2 separate regions of the Gossypium hirsutum genome follow, and region 1 is linked to region 2. The links are chromatin contacts, called in public Hi-C maps. All regions are on one chromosome and are shown on one strand. The core of a region is the stretch at or near the end of the contact, and the rest is flanking DNA. Distances in the headings are between cores, read along the strand shown. Region 1 holds the start of LOC107926891 (kinesin-like protein KIN-14I). Region 2 overlaps LOC121204555 (a long non-coding RNA gene).

Evidence for each region. A called contact is a pair of places that touch in the nucleus more often than the background predicts.
Region 1: a contact with region 2 is called in a Hi-C map of leaf, with 2.6 times the contacts expected there. The contact joins the promoter of LOC107926891 here to the enhancer-like site in region 2. A contact is called at or near these places in 8 of 34 Hi-C or Micro-C datasets (hypocotyl, leaf and seedling).

Annotation. Positions count from the first base shown.
Region 1 is chrA08:94,615,082-94,620,748 of Gossypium_hirsutum_v2.1, reverse strand. LOC107926891 (kinesin-like protein KIN-14I) reads left to right here and starts at 3,897. Exons shown (of 18, transcript XM_041074571.1): 1 at 3,897-4,417; 2 at 5,021-5,187; 3 at 5,258-5,401. The coding sequence starts at 4,303.
Region 2 is chrA08:94,441,876-94,447,268 of Gossypium_hirsutum_v2.1, reverse strand. It overlaps LOC121204555 (a long non-coding RNA gene), which reads left to right. Exons shown (of 3, transcript XR_005899602.1): 3 at 53-340. Among protein-coding and RNA genes, the nearest start is that of LOC121204555, 3.9 kb to the left of the region's middle. Within about 2 kb of position 3,413, at least 8 of the 9 cell types and tissues checked have an H3K27ac peak or open chromatin away from gene starts, as enhancers often do. A contact at or near this core is called in hypocotyl and leaf, where this site is marked.

The sequences.
Region 1 (5,667 bases), core at 2,648-5,147, 170 kb before region 2:
TAAGTTGACGAAAAATATAAACAACCCAATGCCGTAGGAAAATCCAAGAGGTTAAGCAAATAAATTAATTATGCGAAAAAAATTGAGAGAGAAGGAAGAGAAAAGATATGAAGAGAAGGAACATTAAAAAACTTTCTGCCTCTTTTGTTTTCCTTTTTTAACCAAAATAAAAATAAATTAAATAAAAAATAAAAGTAAATATGTAACCATTTTAAAAAAAACAGTGCTAAATCAAAATAATTCCTTCAAAGCACACTTAAGGACTTGAACCCGGGACCCCTTGCTAAACTAACACACAACCAAATGCTTGATCTAGCCACTGACCCTACCTACAAATATCAAAACTTCTAACCCCAAAAATCAGAGTGTTACAGAATCATGCCAATCATTCAACATTCTTGGAATAGTAAGTAGAGACTCACTTACTGTTCCTTTCCCTTATCAGCTTAGCCTTTCCAAAATGTCAAAGCTTCCATTCTCTTGGCAGCTAAACATTACAACCAATACCATAAATTAATCTCAGCATTTTTCAGCAAAAAATTTAGTTTTCCAAAAACATGCAGAACCCCTAAAATAGTTTTGGAAATATTTAACTTTATTTCCTAAACTTACAAACATTGAATGTTTTAATACCTTACTAGCTCACTAGATCCTCCATTTTTCTAACTCAACTCTTGCTATCACCACTCTATGCAGAGCTCCCCATCATTATTTCTTCTTTGAGGCAATCAAGGAAGAAGATGAATAAGAGAAAAAAATGAGACAGAATAGAGTTGAATCCTCCCCGGGAAATCATTTCCTGATTATTTATAGTCCTTCCCACACGGTCTTCAACCATGTAAAATCTATTTATTAACAATCATTATGTCTCCCACTAAGAGATCGGCTGGTTCTAATCCAACCGAACCAAACTTGAATCTCAACCATGTCCAATTTTGTTCTTAAATTTCCTAGTTTTTAGCAGAAACCGCCAGCTTACAACCTCTTTCAATTTAAATCCCAAATTGTTCCTAATTTTTGAGTTTAAAGAAAATTGGGTGTGGCATAGTTGAAGTCAAAACTCAACTTATTCGTTCAAGACTTTATCAAAAAGAAATTTTGAGAAGAGTTGATGTTTCAAGACGATGGACTGTGGAGTTCAATACCGAACGAGGATGTATTAGGAGGGACCGATTTTGTTTGTAGACTTACAATCTTAATCCATGACGAAAAACCCATGTGGAAAATGTCAACAAGCTTAGGTGTTGCACTTCAAGGACCCCAATCAAGCCCACTCGCCTAGCCATGTTACAATCAATCAACTTGCAGTGAATTTTTTAAAATGATCCAAGCATTTCTGGGTTGATATGTCTCATAGTGTTTGAAGATCTATCTCTTATATTTAAAACGCATTTTGTATCACTTGATTTCGAGTTTAGGAACTCAAGTTATAATTGTTTTAATGAAGACTATGCAAACAATATTTCTGGACGGGATTATTACAACAATTACGAGTTAGCTTTTAGTTCGAGTTCAAATCATATTAGGCTTGATTTTTATTTCATATAACTCTAATATTCTATTTATTAGGTATTATTATTTTATTATTTATTTAATCTAAATTTTGGAGATTTTTTAAGTATTTTAAGTTATTTTGGAGCTTTATGTTTCTTAGTCAAACAATAAAGTCTAGTTTAAAACTAGTTATTTAGATTAATTAGAGTTTCAGTATAATTATGAATTCTATTTGGATGTGCTTAGCTACTCTATATAAAAGCCTCTTCATTTTTAATTAGAGGCACAATTTTTTTCATTAATAAGTTTTTCAACTCTGGGAGTTAGTTTCTTTATGCAAGATTTTTTTCTTGTGATTTTTAGTAGTAGTTTTCTTCTCGATTTTCTTCAAGGAGTCGTTGAAATTCATTATTCATCCTTAAATTTGCCAAGAAATTATTTCTTAGAGGGTTAATTAAAGTCATTAATTGAGTTTATTGGGGTTTATATCTCAAAGGGTTCAATTGGATACTTATCTATCTATCCATCATATCTGTAGATTTACTCGTTCCATCTTCCACTTTTTTTTTAAAAATTTTTTAAATTTATTCTTTATTCTCAAAATTTTTAGTGTTTTTGTTTTCTTTATTTCTAAATTTATTTATTTCTTCTTTACAGATCAAATCTGAATCCTTCTTTTTCTAGTCAAACAATTTGAATATGATCTTTTTCTGCTATTCTTTATCACTTTACCTTTGGTTCTCTATGTAGTAAGTATTCATATATTTACAATTTAATCCTCATATTTTAAATATGCTCCACATTCAATCCAAACTAACATTATTCAATTAAAATGTTTTGAAGTTTAAGGACTAATTTAAAATCTAAACAATAGTTTGAAGACATTCTATGGAATTAACCCTTAAATTTATCGTATTATTTAAGGTGGTGTTATATATATATTTATGTTGGGTAGAAAATTTATTAGATTAGACTTTTTCGGTTGGAAAGTGTTTCTACTATACAAAAACCTTTATGCTTGTTCGTTAATTAATAGACTATAATTGGCATTAAATTTTATAACGTGATCGCTCCGCCAGCATTTGATAAACTACATCCCTTTTCATATGAATGTTAAGAGAAGCTTAAATTTGTCATAACTTTCTCTAAGATCTCAACCACTTGATTTAATCTAACAGTCACCAATAAATCATAAATCCATATAAAAAAAAAAGGAACTTCCAATATATAGATATTAATTGAAAAAAAAATATTCAATTTCAATTGTAGCTTTTATAATCACAAATAATACATGTTTAAATAAGTATAACTATAATCAACTTAATATAAATGTAACCAAATTGAAAATTAGAATAATTACGGATATCACCTACATATAATGAGATTTAAATATAGAATAAATTTAAAAGATAATCTACGCATAGTATTTATTGATGTTTAGACTCGAACTTGAAAAATTTTGTTCTCAAAATCTCAACATTACTATTAAGCCAATATCTCGTTAAGTTTTATCTCTTATACAGGTGCACACACATTCCTTAGTGAGAGGTTTTGTTTCCCAACTCTGAAATAATAAAACCTAAAAAAATGACGTGTTTACAAGACACGATTCTAAAATTTTCAATAATTAATTATATAAACGTCTTTTTAAGAACTCGAGCTCTTAATGGAGTTTAGATTCAAAATATTATCAACACTAAAAAAAATCCATCATTTGGCTTACTTAACCCTCAGGATGAATAAAGTCCAAACACGTATATCCGAAGCGTTATAGCTAAAGCGGATCTCAAAACGACACAAAGATATGCTATTTGGTAACCGTTTTGAGATTTTCAACAACCAAAAGGTGCCTGTTACCTACCGGTCGGGATCAGCGGGGTCCGTCTTTCTCCTAAGTAATTGATTTGTTAGAAAGAAATAAATAAAGATTCAACTCTTGTAACCACATTGTTTGGTAAACAAGATACTAATTAAGGGTTGGTTTAACATTAGTTGAAACAAACTGTAATTTCAATTTGTTTTGAGCTGCTCTATTATTAACCATATCTTTTTCTGTTTTTAGGCACTTCATCATTTTTAAACAATATTGTAATTCATTTTACCCAATTTTTTTTATAAAAAAAACATATAAATTGATTAAACTATTTTTTTTCACTTCAATTAATTTAACTGTTGGTTCAATAATAATTAAATAAATATTTAAAAAATTATAAATAATTTGATCAGTTAAATCATTAATTTTTATTTTTATTTTTTTACTAAATCACAAATGATTCAGTTTATATCCTTCAATTTTCAATTCAACGAACGAATCGAATTTTTATTTTAATATCACTACTTGACCGTCATTTCGAGTATAACCCTTAGATTTTAACAAAAACAGAGTTCACTTCTGAGTTCTAACGAGGTGAGGTTGGGAAAGAGGTTTGGCGTAATAGTAGGTTTGGGAGAAGGAAATATATATATATATATATATTCAAAGTGGTGTAAATGTATGCAACTATAAACTATAAAGCAGAGTTAGCTTTGGTTTGTACATTGTACAAAGAATCAGAAAAGCAAAAGCAAAAGAAAAAAAAGGTAACGGAGAATGTGATTTGTGTTGTCGAAGTTCAGTGTTAATATCATATAAAGGAAACTTCAACTCCCATTTATTTCCCCCACCAAACTTCCCCCTTTTTTTTTTAATCTCATTCTTCTGTTTTTGGTACCTCATTTTTTCATCATCTGGGGGATTTTTTTTTTTTGGATGGTGGAGTTGTGAGAGAAAAAAAGAAGAAATTTCCGGGAATAATTTGTGGAGAGAAAATGGCGGCAGAGAGAACGTTGTCGTTTTCAGTTGCTTCAGTTGTGGAAGATTTCTCGGAACATGGCAATCGCTCCAAGGATTTTGATTTGGAATCTAAAAAAGCTGAATTAACTGGTACTCTTTTTCTTTTCTTTTTTCTCCTTTAATGGCAGAATCTGGATTTTGTTGAATGATGATTAATTTTCAAGTGCAAACACTGTGATGTAATTTCATGGAAAATGTGGGAATGTATATATTTTAATTCCAATTCCAGTCTCTGATGCCTACTTTCTTTGAATTAGTAAAAGGAAAACCTCCTGATCATTGATCATGTTACAGCTTTTATTTTCTTTTCAAAACAAAATAGAGATGAATTATGCCTTGCTAGTGAGAAGAGTAAATTTTGAATGACATTAATAAATTTACATATGGAATTTAAAAAGTGAACCCCCCCCCCCCAAAAAAAAAAGAAAGAAAGAAAGAAAATGTGATGATCATCTGGATTTTGTTGAATGATGATTCATTTTCTACTGCAAAACATGCGTTCTTTCCATTTTATAACCTTAATCAGTCACAACGATGTAATTTCATGAAAAATGTTGATAAATGATGGGTTTCTTATTCTAAATCCAGCCTCTGATCCCCTCCACTTCATTTTCTTCAAAAGAAAACAAAATTGAGATGAATTGTGTTTTGTTGGTCAGTAAAATTTGAATGTGATGATCTTTTGTATGGCAGCATCAAGGAGGTACGAAGCTGCTAGATGGCTAAGGAAGATGGTCGGAGTTGTGGCGGCTAAAGATTTGCCGGCAGAGCCATCGGAGGAAGAATTTAGGCTTGGTTTGAGGAGTGGAATAATCCTATGCAATGTTCTTAATAAAGTTCAACCTGGAGCTGTGCCTAAGGTTGAGACTTTTTCTTTAAAATTGATTTTCCTTTTAATTACCAGTAATTAATTTGGTGGTTGGTTTTTAGGTGGTGGAAAGTCCATGTGATGCAGCTCTCATTCCTGATGGAGCTGCATTGTCAGTATTTCAGTACTTTGAAAATGTAAGGAATTTCTTGATAGCGGGCCAAGAATTGCGGCTTCCAACATTCGAGGCATCTGATCTAGAACAAGTATGTTTCCAATCTCGATTCTTTCGTTTAGTAAGTACTGGTTTCATTTTCGGAAATAGCTCGAGTTTGAAAGTTGGTCCGTACTATTCAAGCACATAATAATTTGAGTTGAAGAAATCTTGAATTCATAATAGATTTGAGCTCGAAAAAATTTGAGTTTAAGAAAATATAAGACATAAAAAGCTTGAGACCGAAAAAATTTTAGCTTAATAAAATTCTATTTTGAGAAAGCCTATAAAAATTTGAATTAGAGATTGATTTAGCAC
Region 2 (5,393 bases), core at 2,164-4,663:
TTAATTTGTTATCTAGTAAATGACTCCAATTTATGTTATGTGTACAAATTAGGTACTTTTTTGTTAGATTGTCAGTTCAACATCCAACGGCAATCCAGGACTCAATGTTGGTGGTCTGTTTCTTTTTGGTCTTGGCATGTACCTAGATAGTTTAAGGTCTTTTGTTTAGTTATCTCTTTTGTAACGATGTAAGCATGCATATTGATAAATGAATGTGATCATTTTGTAATGTTAAAAATGTGTTGAGGTGCCAATTGTGGCATATTGGTTAGACTTAGGATGGATGATTTTGGCATGCTTCTAGTGTCCTTAGAACTGTCATAAACCATGTGAAATCTAATTTTTTAGGGGTTTTTCGTAAAATAAGCAGAAATGTTGTCAAATTTTAAAAGAAAATAATTTTATCACTGCACTACCATTTCAATAAATTGAAATAGTAAAATAGGCTGTTACGGCATTTGAAGGTGGCATTTTATATTCGAGTCCTCTAATTGGGTCAGATCTAAGGTGTCACAAAAAATATAGGCCCGAAAAGTGGATTTGGGCAAAAAAATTAAGGCCAGCTTTAAAAAAGGGACTGGGCCTCGAGTAAGACATTTTTAGCTTGGGCCCAACTCGAATTCCCAAAAGCACAAAAAAACTGCTATTTTCTTGTTTGTTTTCTCCTTATTTTGCTACCATTTTACTATTATGTTACTATTAATTTGTTGTTATTATTTGGATATTGTATAACACTTGTTTTATTATTAATTTTGTTATTATTTTAAAGGCATTTGCTTGTTAAGTTACATCTATCTTAGTGTTATTTAAGTATGCATATTTTTGAAAATTTATTTTCAATTTGTTGGGAAATATTTATTTTGATGTTTCTAGTATTTTTTATGTATTATATATATTATATAAAAGATAATATAAAAAATTAACACGAGCGGGCCGAGCCTGAGTTTTAACATTTTTATCTGGGCCGAACTTGGACAAAATTTTAAGCCTATTTTTAGGCTAAGCCTGGGCCTAGGAAACAGGCCTAATTTTTTTGTTGGGCTGGGGCCCACGAGCACCTCTAATTACCATGTAGGGGCAAGACTAGAAAATTTTTAGGGGGTTGAAATTAAATTGTAATTTTTACGATATTAAAAATGCAATTTCAACATTTTAATAGCCTATATCTTTATAATTTTTAGAGGATTAAATCAATTTTTTATATTTTTAAGGGTCAAAGAACAATTTTACCTTTATTAATTTAAAATTTTAAAAATTTTAAAAAATCTAAATGAAAAAAATTTCATTTTAAGGTAGATCGAAACCCTTGCCAACCCCATTAGTTTCGCCATTGTTGCAATACGAGTCATACTCGAGCTAATTAGAGTGTTTTTCATTGAGTTAAATTGATGATAACAAATAAGGAAAAGAATAAAAATGGTAACGGATGAAAGGATAGAGAAAGTACCTTGGTTGATAATAACAATAATAATAATAATAAGATGAAGTTGGGATTGCTTTCAGGTTCAACAAAAAATAAAGGTTTTAGTTTAGGGTTGATTTTTTGGTCTTTTGGGCTTTAACACATAAGAGAATGAAATCAAGGACGATACAAAAAGGCAAAAGGGCCTTGACCACCTAAAATGATATATAAAAAATTAGCGCATTTAAAAATTTGAATTTTTAAGTTAATATAATGATTAAATTGCATCTTGACATTTTAAGATGGTAAATTTCTTTTGTAATCCCTTTAAACATTATGAAATAATATATTAATGTAATGATGAAATTATATTTTAACCCCTTTAAAAAAATATAATTTAATCTTTACCCATAAAAAAATTTAGCGGTGCAATCCCGCGACTTAACAATAAAGCAAATTTGAGTTCTTAAAAGATTAAGAAAAGGTAAAACAATGGAGCAAATTGTAAATACGACTGAAAATGTCTTATCTAGAAATTGGTAATGTTTCTAAATCTAGGTCAGCCGTCGATCGGGAAACAAAAAAAGTCAGATTTAAGGAAGACAACAGTATTGCGGATGTCGAAATGATAGGGGATGTAGTCTCACCATCAAAGGACTTGGTTTCACCAGCAAAGATCTCTTGGAAGTAGATGCTTATTGGAAAAGGGGATCCCAATCAAGGTGAAAGGCATCAATTTGCTAGTAAGGATAATGAGGGAGAAATTGAATTTTTGGAAGGGGACGTTAAAAAAACTATGGTTAATGGCATCCTGGCAATAGAATTTTCGAAACGTATTCAACATGTCCTTTTCAAGGATATGAGACTTTAGTGGCGTTGAAATTGTTGGGTAGGAATATTGGTTACATAGCTCTGTTCAACCAGATTAGTAGCTTATGGCGATCATCTAAGTCGTTCAATCTTATGGATATAGAGAATGGCTATTTCTTAGCAAAATTTCAGAGTATTGAGGATTATAATAAGGTCCTTGTCATATATGGCCAATACCTCATTGTTCAGCCATGGACAAAGTATTTTAATCCTATGAAACCTTACCCGAGTATGGTGTTAGCTTGGATTAGATTACCAGGACTCTCGGGTTTCATGTATAAACGGAGAATTCTGGAAGTTGTTGGAGGTTTTGTGGGAAATGTGGTCAAGCTTGACCTTAATACTGACAAAAAAACAAGAGGTTTTGCTAGAATGGTTGTTTTTGTTGATCTCAGTAAATCCCTTATATCCCAAGTTATAGTAAATAAAGAACTACAAATGGTCGAGTATGAAGCTTTACTGACCATCTACTTTTTTTTTGTGAAAAATATGGTAATCTGAAAGACTTATGCCCTTCGCTGGTGGCTAAAAAGAGTATTATGGTCGAGGAAGTCAATGGCAACAAGGACTTGGCGGAATTGATGACTGCGGGTTGGGGATTTGCTTTTCGACCGTGGATGGTGGTGAAACGAAAAGCTCGCGTAATCAGAGGAAAGAGATTCAAGGAAAATCTAGATTGGGGTCGAGATTTTCGGTGTTGAATAGAAGGAGAATTTGGATTCAATAGGGGAAGGGAAGGAAGATAGGATTTTGGGGGGTTCTGTTAAGGAAATTAAAAATATTAAAGGTGTGTCTGTGCGAATTCTGGGGAAAGAAGAAAATAGGTGTGAATGTTGAAGGGACAGAACTGAATAGTTTTCATAATAAGACAGATGGGTCAGTTGAGCTTGTTATTGATAATTTGGGCCAGGTTTTAAGCAAGAAAAATCCCTATTTTTTTGTTAATGATGCAGGCATTAATGCTTCTATTGTGAACCCAAAGAGTTAAGCCACGATAGTTAACAATAATGGGCTGTAAAAATGAGATAGTGTCGACTTAAGCTTGTGGGCTGTATGGGAAATTGCTAAGGACCTTGTGATCTGACAAACTAGGAAAGGTGGTCCACAATAAATATCGAAAAGTCTCTTTATAGATGGGTCCACTCAGTCTAAGGGCCAAACATTTAATGGGGATGGCTCTTTCTTGGAAACGTGTGGGCAGAGCACTAAAACAGAATTAAATGAAAACATTTTTGGGGCTAGTAAACAATTGGATTTTTCCAGTACAGATTCGATTGAAATTGCTAACTCATTAATTAATTCTAATTTAACAACTTCTCGTGACAATCCCACTTTTGAATGTTCGAAAAGGATTATGATTAAATTAGATGATAAATTCTTGGACCCAGTGAAACATACGGCTGTCATTTTCAATAATAGGATTGCTTTTGATAAAAGAAAAAATATTGGAAGTGATATTAAAGTTGGGGGTAGTCCAAAAAGTCATGGATCTTTTGAAAATGTTGGAAGAAACCGTAATGGAAAAAAATTGGATAAGACTATTCGTAATTGTGGGAATAGTTTTAAGTTCATTAGGAATGCTCGAGTTACATTGTCTAATTCTATGAATACCTTGATTGAGGTTATTAATGATAAATTTGACAAATAAAATATTAAAGGATCAGAAGCCTCGGTAGGAGTATAGAATCTTGAGCATTTGGGCTCAGACTAGTAAGTTGGTCTCTTTATTTATTTATTTATTTATTATGAACTTAACGGGTTTTTCATGGAATTGCTAGGGATGTATAAGTCCAAAGTTTATTCGTTATTTTCGTTAGTACAACAGAGAGTATAATCCTAATATTGTTAGCTTGCTGGAAACAAGAATAAGTGGTTTTAAAGCAGATAAGATTATTTTTTGTTTGGGTTTTCAATGTTCTCACAAGGTAGAGGCTATTGGATTCTCTAGAGGCATCTGGGTGAGATGGATGGAACAACTTTCCATTAAGGTTTTATGTATTAATTCTCAATTTATTTGTATACAAGTTTTTAGAATTGATTCTGTTTTACCTATTATCATTGTTTTTGTGTATGGTAGTCTTGATAGACAGAAAATAAGGAAACTTTGGGTGGAACTTTGTTCTGTCATTCCAACAGATGATACTCCTTGGATGGCTATTGGTGATTTTAATGCTTTTTTTTATTCGAGTGAAAAGAAAGGAGGGTGAACTGTTGGGAAAGGATGCCATCTCTTTAATGATTTTCTTGAAGTGTCTAACTTGCAGGATTTAGGTTTCAAGGGGTCTTCATTCACTTGGTATTGTGGTGGGCTTTTTGAAAGATTGGATAGAACTATTGGAAATAATTCTCAGTTAAGAACTTTTCCGAATTGGTCAGTCATTCATCCCCCGAGAATCAAGTCGGATCACAGACCTCTGTTTTTGTTACTTAATCCAAAATTTATCTTGCCCAAAGGTTATCCCTTCAAGTTCATTGCTAGATGGGTAGAGCATCCTAATTGTTTAGATTTCGTGAAAGAAAAGTGAAGTTTTAAAGGTAACATGACTGATTCCCTGAATAGTTTTACCGATATATTAAAGTTTGGAATAATTCTATTTATAGTATTACTAGAGCTAGAGTCCGAAAGAAGTATATGATGCAGAGGTTATATAATGTCCAAAAGCCCTAGAAAGATGTTTTTCTGTGAATTTAAATATGGTGGAAACTCAGATTCGGGAAGAGTTGGAATACGTCCTTCATGAGCTTCTTTGAAAATAAAAAGCTAGGTGTGATTAGTTATAGTTTGGCGATAGGAATACTAAATTTTTCCACTTCTGCGCGGTTCAGAGAAGGAATCGTAGTAAAATTTCTGCTTTAAATAACGATGAGGGTGAATGGATTTTTAAAGATGAGTGGTTCCAAACTAAAACTGTTAGGTTTTTTAAGAATTTGTATGAGGAGGTACTAATTTGTACGAAAGCGTTACCCCCTAGCTCCTTTTTGAAGCTTAGATATGATGATGAGGTTTTCTTGATGAGAACTGTTTCTGATGAAGAGATAAAATTGGCTATGTTTGCCATGGCATCTCTAAAAGCACTTGGTAGCGATAGTTTTCACGCTCCTTTCTTTTAAAGTCAATGGG